Linked DNA regions of Rattus norvegicus: region 1 is linked to region 2. A link is a contact called in public Hi-C data. All regions are on one chromosome and are shown on one strand. Each heading gives the region's core, a stretch centred on a gene start, on an enhancer-like site or on the middle of the called end of the contact. The rest is flanking DNA. Distances are from core to core; before and after follow the strand shown.

Region 1 (4,534 bases), core at 1,863-4,362, 350 kb before region 2:
TTTTGGAATAATTCCAAGATGGCTGAATCTGGACTGGAAGCAGAGCTGGAGAATCGTGGGGCGGGGTTGGGGTAGCGTAGTTGGTAGAGTGCTTGCCTACCTGCCCCAAATCCATCGCACAGCACACATCAGTGCCGTAAATTCACACCTGCCATCCCAATACTCAGGGGCATCAAAATTCCAATTCATCTCAACTTCAATGCTTTTTCCTCCAGCTTGGGTCACCAAAGACCAGGTCTCAAAATGGTGGACGCAAAGAGACGGGAAAAGAAAGGGCGGGAAGGGAATCACGGACCAGTGCGGACTGATTGAGATTTATGTTCACTGGTTCCAGGATATTATCCCCTACCTCAACCATCCCGAAGCCTCTCACTTTCCCAAGCCAACGTCCCCCTTCTCCCCAAGACCCATCTCAAAGGTGTACCACCTACCTCAGCACTTTGAGCAGAGCCCCGAGTTCCCTCAGAGGACCAAGACCACTGGACAAGACACGAATGTCTTCGGAGTCCAAGAACCTAAAGGGAGGGGATCTTCCCAGCAGGCTCCTTTCTAACCACGGTGGGAGGAGCTGACCTACCCACACACCACCGCATCCACCCGCCCACCCCCTTGCTCTCTAGCCCCTCCCAGCCTGCCTTCTCACCCTCTAGCTCTACCTACCCCGCCCGGCGTGGCCGACCGCCTTCTTCCCGATACACCTGAGTACAAAATGGAGCAGAACGACTGCAAAGTTCTGCGTATACCTGCACTTTTTGAAAGACCAGTGGGTCAGCCACAAAGAGAAAGACCCAAAAAGAGACTCAACCACAGACAGATAAGACTGAGCTCAGTTAGGGTTACTACTGCTGCCGACAAAACACCATGAGAGAAAAAACAAGTCGGTGAGGACAAGGTTTATTCGGCTTACTCTTCCATATTGCTGTTCCTCATCCAAGGAAGTCAGGACAGGAACCCAAACAAGGCAGGAGCAGATACAGAGGCCATGGAGAGGTACTACTTACTGACTCGCTTTCCCCTAGCTCGCTCAGCCCGCCTTATAGAAACAGGACGACCAGGCACAAAAATAGGCTGAGCCCGCCTCCACGGATCACGAATTGAGAAAATGCCTTATAGCTGGATTTCATGGCGGCATTTCCTCAACTGAAGCTCCTTCTTCTCCGCTCATCCTAGCTTGTGTTAAGTTGGCACACAACCAGCCAATACAACATTCTTCTAGGTAAAGGCTGGAACAAGTCCGTATCCTTAGGTTGTTGGACCTCACCAAATTTGACACTGTTGTTCGTTCATGCTCATTCCTATCTTTTTTAGATTTAATTTTGCTGTCTATAATATGGAGTTCTTAGAAATTTTTTTTTTACTATTTACTTACTTACTCTTTTCCAGAGAGAGTGTGCATGCGCCACAGCAGGCACGTAGAGGTCAGAGGACAATGTGCTGAAGTTGGTTCATTCCTTTACCACGTGGGGCCTGACTTGGCAGAAAGTGCTTTTATCTGCTGAACCATCTCACTGGTTCGTCCCCCTCTTTCTTGAAATGTTGTCACCTGGCTGTCACGGCTCCGGCTCCGGCTCGGACATTCTTTTGTTTTCTTTCCTACCTCTCCCTGCTGATTCTCTGCCCAAGCCTCACATGACAAGAGGCTTTTTGGAAAGAATCTAAAAGAAGGAGTAATTTTAGTTGAGATATTTTGTAAGAAAAAAAGAGTTTGGCTGATGAGGTTTATAATGGACACAAGAAAGATAAGGAAAGAAAACATCTGGAAATAACATCTGGCTGAAGATTATTAAGCTAGTCAGTCAGCCAAGCAGGTAACCCTTGCTTCCCAGAAGGAGATCTCGGTCTTATTAAACACTGTCAGAAAACTGTTCACACACTTTACCAAGAATGCTAATCGCTTCCCAGAAGGAGTTGTAAATTACATCACACAAAAAACACTCTGTCCCAGACCAAGTTTGAGCCTATTCTCTTTCTGATCCTCATAAACGTTAGTTTCCTTTAGGATTCACCTAAGTCATTTCCTGTTTTCAGTGAGATCTCCCAGGATCATATGTAACCTTCAATTCATACCTTATTTGTTTTTTTTAATCTTTTAAGTTTTTTTTAAAGGTCTATATTGTAGCTCTTTTTCTAGAACTCACTATGTAGGCCAGACTGGCCTTGAACTCACAGACATCTGCCTGCCCTGCCTCCTGAGCACCCAGATTAAAGGCTGCAACACTACATCCATTTTGTATCTTCAGCAGTTTCTTAAACACCACCTCCAAGCTCAGCCTCCCCTAAACAGGATTAATCTTTCTCCCACTTCATGACTCTCTCTTCTCCCTCTCAGTTGGTGATACTCCAATCTGAAGATTTGAGGCAGGATAAAAGGACATGGGAACACGGGGGAGAGAGGAGGAAAAGAACTCTTTCCCTTGGAATCGAGCAGAGAAACTCCAGAACGGGGGAATAGAACTGCAGTTGGGCTGGTTCTGAGGACCACCCTACAAGGCAGCTCACCTTAAGCCACAGAGAGAGAGAAATGGAGTAATTAGCCCTTTAATAAGATACTTACACTTTCCTTATCAGCAGCCCCTATTTTAGTGCAAAAGCTTATTTACCACACATAAGGGTCATCTCTGACCAGTGTTCTGAATTATTCAAATTATTCAGAAAAGCATAACTTTACTTCTATCTCCTAGCATACTTTCTTTAACATTCCGGGCTTCCCACCCGCCACATTTAGAGTTCCCGACTCTCTAAAACTTGCCTTCCTGCCATGGGGCTGCTCACCGGCCATGTGTCTGGCCTCCATGACAGCTTTAGTGACACAGCTTTTTGCCCTCTCTTCTCCCTCTCCTCCATCCTTCTCCGGGCAGCTGCTGAAGTTTACGGCTTGCCTGTCCTGGGGTTTTTCTTTTAAACACTAATAAAATGATCCCTGAGCTTCTGTTTGAGTCCATTCTTAAATTCTTTTTATCAGTAAGACAAAGAACGACAAAAGACCCGGATTTGCCTACATCGCTCAGGCCAGCTGGAATTCAGGAGGATTCCAACACAATGAGCAGCATTTGCTGAAGGCTGCTCTCCAGTCCAGCCATGAAACTGCAGCTTCCAGGACTCTTAGCAGAAGCTCCGCCTACAGTTAGAGACGACATGTCCTCATCCTTTTGTGCAACCCTGACTTTTGGTCATGGTTCTGGTTTTCTCTTATCTGACTGCAATCCTAGCCCAGACCCTGCTGGAGCCACTCTATCATCTCAAGTATGGATAAAGGAAGTAAAGAGAAGGGAAAAGTCGCCTTAAAAACCTGCTCAACAATGAAATTCAGAAAACCCAAACCTACCCGTAATCACCCTATAATCAGGGGTGTGAGTCTCTCAAAGGGGACTCCATACTTAGCTCTCCAGTGTGCCTTACTCTCCATTTTTAATAAATTCTAACACTGCTTTAGATTGGTTTGTCCTCGTGGCTTGACTGAGGATGAAGTTATGCTTCAGTAGAGGCCTCTCGAAAAGAACTCCGTCCTACCTGGCCAGCCTGGGGACACACACCTTTAATCCCGGCATTTAGGAGGCAAAGTTAAGTCAGTGTAACTTGGAGGCCAGCTGGATCTACAAAGAGTTCCAGACTGGACAGGGCTACACAGTTGAAACCCTGTCTCAAAATCCAAACAAAACAAAACCTCTATCCCTTGGGCTGGAGAGACGGCTCAGTGGTGAAGAAGACTTGCTGTCCCTGGGTTCTGTTCCTAGTACGCAGATGATGGCTCACAACTGTCTATAACTCCAGTTTCTGGGATCCAATGCCCTCTACCCTCTACGGGCACTCTGTGCATATGGTGCATACATGCAGGCAGACAGCCATACGCATAAAAACAAATACATAAAAAAAAAAGCCTCCATCCTTGACACTGTCAAACACATGGGCCAACATGTCAACACCGATGCCTGTTTTTCCAGAACCTCTTCCTCTACACCAGAGCTGGACTTACCATTAAGTCACATTCGAGCTGAGCTTCCTCCCTCTGTCCCTATTGCAGTCACCCTAGCTGCCTTGCTCTTTCCAGAGCAAAATCCACTGGGTCTCATCATCATCATAAATGGTCATTACATAGAAAACCACTGGCATTTGCTTTGCCTGATTACGTTTATGGTTTGTTTCTGTTGTTGTTGTTGTTGTTTGTTTTCAGACACAGCCTTACTACATACCTGGGGAGGGTTGGCCTGGAAGGGACAACACGACAGGTGTTCTAACACCACACCAGCTTTCCTTATACTGGTGACCTTAAATGCAGAGTCCAAAGACCCTGACAAAGTCTGTGGGGGCTTTGTGTTTCTCTTGCTTCATCTTGCTCATCCTTCGCCCAGACGCTTCCCCTGTTTAAGGTATTTTCACTTTTCTTCAGTTCCATTGCTTCAGAGCCTCTGCAAACTCTCATACCTGAGATTAGGCCTTCCTCTACCTTTACAGTCTTTCTTAGTCAGTATAATTTACCCCAGCATAGTGTAGTGATGAAGCGCTTGGTCATTCTTCCCAACTTGCTTTCTCTAGG
Region 2 (4,124 bases), core at 50-2,549:
ATTTTATGATGTATGACTGGCAAAGAATAAATCCCCCTTTAATGCACTTTGAGAAACTCATATAGGTTGAAATAACTTTGGGGTTATTTTTGTTCTAGGCTGGGCTCGTCTACAAGGCATTCTCTGCAGTGATTGGACAATTCGAGCTGTCAGTGTGTTTAGAATTATACCTACCACTAGCTAAGGCAATGACACCTTTCCAGCTTGGGAAACCTGTCTATTGATGTGAACCACTTTACCACACCCTTCTAATATAATCCACAAGAGCCAACTCAGATTCGCAGAGGGTAATTACACTCATTTACAAGGACTCCATAAAACTAACTCGCATGTTATGAGCTTACTATTCCCCAGACATAGTGAAAAAATGCTTTAAATCTGGGTGTTCACATACTTAGTAACAAACGCATTTTTATCTCACTCTGTCTCACTTCAGAAAGATTAAGATCTGTAGAATAATAACACACAGTAGCATCATGGAAAACGAGAGGCGGTTTCTGAAATGGCAGGCATGTAAACAGAGTCGCACATGTGGTCAAAAACATCTTCCAGTGACGTGCACAGTCGATGCTGACGGACCACACGTTTGGCTCTGGGCTTCCTAGCAGCTGCTTTAAAGAAGAGAAAACAGTCACTTGTGTAAATCACCAGGTCCATGAGGTGAAAGTGCAGGAGAGAAAAATGACTGCTTTCCGGTACGATGGGCAAATGAAGAGAGGACACAGGAATAACGAAAGCAGCATTCTATAACAGTTCCAAGAGCAAGCCTCACGTGCTATGACTTAGAGTGACTGACATTGACAGCAGGTCTGCTTATAACCTGTACAGGGATATTACTGTCCAGTTTGATCAATGAGGTGTTTGAGGTTCAGAGTGTTAGCTGGCTTGCCCATACACATCAGTGAGGCTCACACTGGGATTTATGCAGCACCACCTGACCCAGGAGGCTGAAACTCTCTGCATTTCTCATGCAGTGCCAACACACATAATGTGAGGAATCTTCCCCACCCCCATCCACAGTTACTCTCCTCGGCCTTTGTATATATACACATTTCCCCTTCAAAACCTTGGACAATGGGACTCTGAGGGAACAAAATTATAAGCCTTTGTTATAAGAGAAAATACCCCCTTAACTTTGGGGTGCCCTCTGTTCTAGCACCCATGTAGTCTCAGTGTTGGTTAAAGCAGAACAGGAGCTGGTAAGTTCCAGCCTGCAGAAACAGCTGCCCCTGTGGGTGGTGCCAAGAGCCCCTGGTCTTCCCAGCTGGTCTCCCACAACTGGCAGGTGATGTCATCTCTGGCAGGAAAGTGTGCTCATGGGAAGAGGAATGGAAAGGCAGGGTGGGAGGGCAGACTAGGTCACACTAAAGGGACTAAGTGGCAAACCCAAGGATCAGGGATTCGTTTCTCATAGTCAGCAGCCCATAGCTAGGGCACCAAGCCAAGGAGGCCCACCCGTGGGGCAGGAACAGCTAGCTAGGAGCACAGAGCCTTCCAAGGATGCGTTTGCACCCCCATGCCAGACCTCTTGAATAAGGATCCCAGGTCAGGCTGACCTCAGAGGCAGAAAACTAAAACCTGAGTCAAGATCAGTTCTTCACACTCCGTAGTATTTATTAAGACCTCTTAAATATCAGACTCCAAGCTAGCCACAGATGACAGGGATATACACAGACAAGATCTGGTACTTAAGCGCGCAGTTCACCAGAGGAGACAGAAGTGAAGAAATATACACAGAAACACACGTAAATTTACTGACATTTCCCCTTGCCCAGAACCCAAGCTGTCTGCCGCAGCTGCATCCTCTGAATCCCCCAGCTCCTGAGAAACTCAGTGCTAGCCATCAAAAGGAGTCGTGTTTAGTAAGGCAGAACCCGAAAGGAGGAAAGCGCCCTCTGGTGGCCCTCTGAGTAGTGGCAACTGCAAGAGCCCCAGTTCTGCATATGGGGGAAGGTGGCTCCAGGTTGGTGGCCAAAGCAATTGCTCTCAGAGTAGCCAGGAGCGGAGAGGATTCTGCTCTGCTTGAAGTGTCAAGTCAATTTCATTCTTCCTTGGGTCTTTTGGTTTGGGGGTCATGTGTCTGAACAGTTGTCACCATTCTCGTCTGTGCTATCACGTGACAGGTTCTACATCCAGGCTTTGCTAAGTTCCTGTAACTCTAGCACACGGAAGACGCAGCGGAGAAACACTCAGCACACATATGTCTGTGAAGCAAACGAGCTACACTATCCCAACCAGCCCAGCTGTGCCCGCTTTTTTATTTTTTTATTTTTTGTAGGATCTTGGGAGCAGGACAAATAATCACACTCCCGACGTCTCTGAAGCCTCTGAAAATAAACTAGTTCTTAAAATATTTAAATATAATCTATGTCCTTCCTAAGAGCCTCTGTGAAAATAATATTCATAAGGGGTAAACTTTGTGCTTGGAGCTAAGCCTGGTATGGCTTAATTTGCAATAGAATAACATGTAAATTTATGATAATAAACTATATTATTTAAATGAAATTATAAAAATAAGAGAAGCTCACTCATATTCAGTTTTCATGAATGCTGACACCTCTTGAAGAACATGGCAGCATGATTTGTATTCTGGCCTGGGTTGGAGCGTGATCCACGGGAATCCGGGAATGTTGGCTGGAAGCGTGGACACAAGAAGCCCAGGCAAATCCCCTCGTGGTATATTTAGCATTTCCGGCACATCTTGACCCAAGAAACCATGAAAGAATCCACTCGGTACAGGCACCTGTGTGAGGGGGCTGATAAAATCACTCAACAGCAGTTCTCTCAGAGGCTGTGAGGGCTGCAGTGTGGATCGAGAGGAAGCAGAAAGGGAGTGAGTTTGAGGGTATGATGGGGGATCGAGTAGAAGAAAGCACAAGGAAGAGCATCAAGAACTGTTTGCCGTGGCTGCTTAATGTATGCGAATGTAAACAGACCCGCCAGTAGTGTCCAGAGGAAGCTTTCATTTTGAGACGTGTTGATTCTGCCTCTAACTGAAGCTTGTGAAATTCTCTCCTGAATGAAGAAATGGCAGGGACCATGAAGCACAACTGCCAACGATTTAGTACATCTGAGTTGGAAGACAGCAGCAACACACAGGCAAAGAGATGGTTGGCTGAGTCCCTCCTCAGAAGCGTGGGCCCTCACTGGATTCCACCTGTGGAGAGCCAAGAGTTTCTCTGTCCATGGTATCTGGCTGAGTCCGGGGTGTCAACCCTAGCACCTGTGTCTGGGAGGTAGTTGCCAGGGGCTGACACTGGCCAGGGAAATGGCTCCAGTCACCTCCAGATGACAGTCACCAATCCTCGTCATTCATAATTCTGGATTGTGCCTTTGAGGCTCTCTGGCGGCGATAAGCCGGCATGACTCCAGGCATCGCCCTGGCAAAGTCTAAGAGAGAGAGAGTGCACTTACAAATAACAGTGTTAGCCTTGGGGTCAGCAACTCAAGGGTTGAAATGCTATGCTTGTCAGTTAATAGTCTTGCCTCTGTGAGCATCAGTTGTCTTATTAAAATGCCAATTTTAAGACATTTACCTGAGTAAAGGAACAAATGGTAGCATATGTGTGAACGTGCTGTCAGAGGTCTGTTACCATGAGCTACCTATGACTTATCTCTTCCCTAAACCTGAAGTCATTAAATGGCGTCCCTGGGCAACTCTGTATCATTTGCTCCTGCATATCATGGGCCAATTTTTAAATATATGTTATTAAGTCTGAGAATTCTTTTTTTTTTTTTTTGGTTCTTTTTTTTTCGGAGCTGGGGACCGAACCCAGGGCCTTGCGCTTCCTAGGCAAGCGCTCTACCACTGAGCTAAATCCCCAACCCCAAGTCTGAGAATTCTATGCATTCATTCAATGTATTTAGTCCTATTTACTCCTTAGCATTCCCCTTAACTCCTAGAATCACCCCCAACCTTCTCCCAACCTTCTCCCAACCTTTCTTTTTTTTAATTTGTGCTATACTAGTAGGGTGGTGGTGGTGCATACTTTGAATCCCAGCACATGGGAAGCAGAGGCAGATCTCTGTGAGTTTGGGGCCAGCCTGGTCTACAGAGTTCCAGGACAGCCAAGGCTACACAAAGAAACCCCATCTCAAAAACAAACAAAACAACAACCAAAAAA

Evidence for each region. A called contact is a pair of places that touch in the nucleus more often than the background predicts.
Region 1: a contact with region 2 is called in a Hi-C map of the A7r5 cell line, with 4 times the contacts expected there. The contact joins two enhancer-like sites. A contact is called at or near these places in 6 of 12 Hi-C or Micro-C datasets (the A7r5 cell line, Schwann cells, frontal cortex and 3 more) and 1 of 1 datasets of contacts at active chromatin or transcription factors (oligodendrocytes).

Annotation. Positions count from the first base shown.
Region 1 is chr2:126,460,064-126,464,597 of GRCr8, reverse strand. No RefSeq gene overlaps it. Among named protein-coding and RNA genes, the nearest start is that of Jade1, 8.8 kb to the left of the region's middle. Within about 2 kb of position 3,112, at least 7 of the 93 cell types and tissues checked have an H3K27ac peak or open chromatin away from gene starts, as enhancers often do. A contact at or near this core is called in the A7r5 cell line, where this site is marked.
Region 2 is chr2:126,113,141-126,117,264 of GRCr8, reverse strand. No RefSeq gene overlaps it. Among named protein-coding and RNA genes, the nearest start is that of Pgrmc2, 100 kb to the right of the region's middle. Within about 2 kb of position 1,299, at least 11 of the 93 cell types and tissues checked have an H3K27ac peak or open chromatin away from gene starts, as enhancers often do. A contact at or near this core is called in the A7r5 cell line, where this site is marked.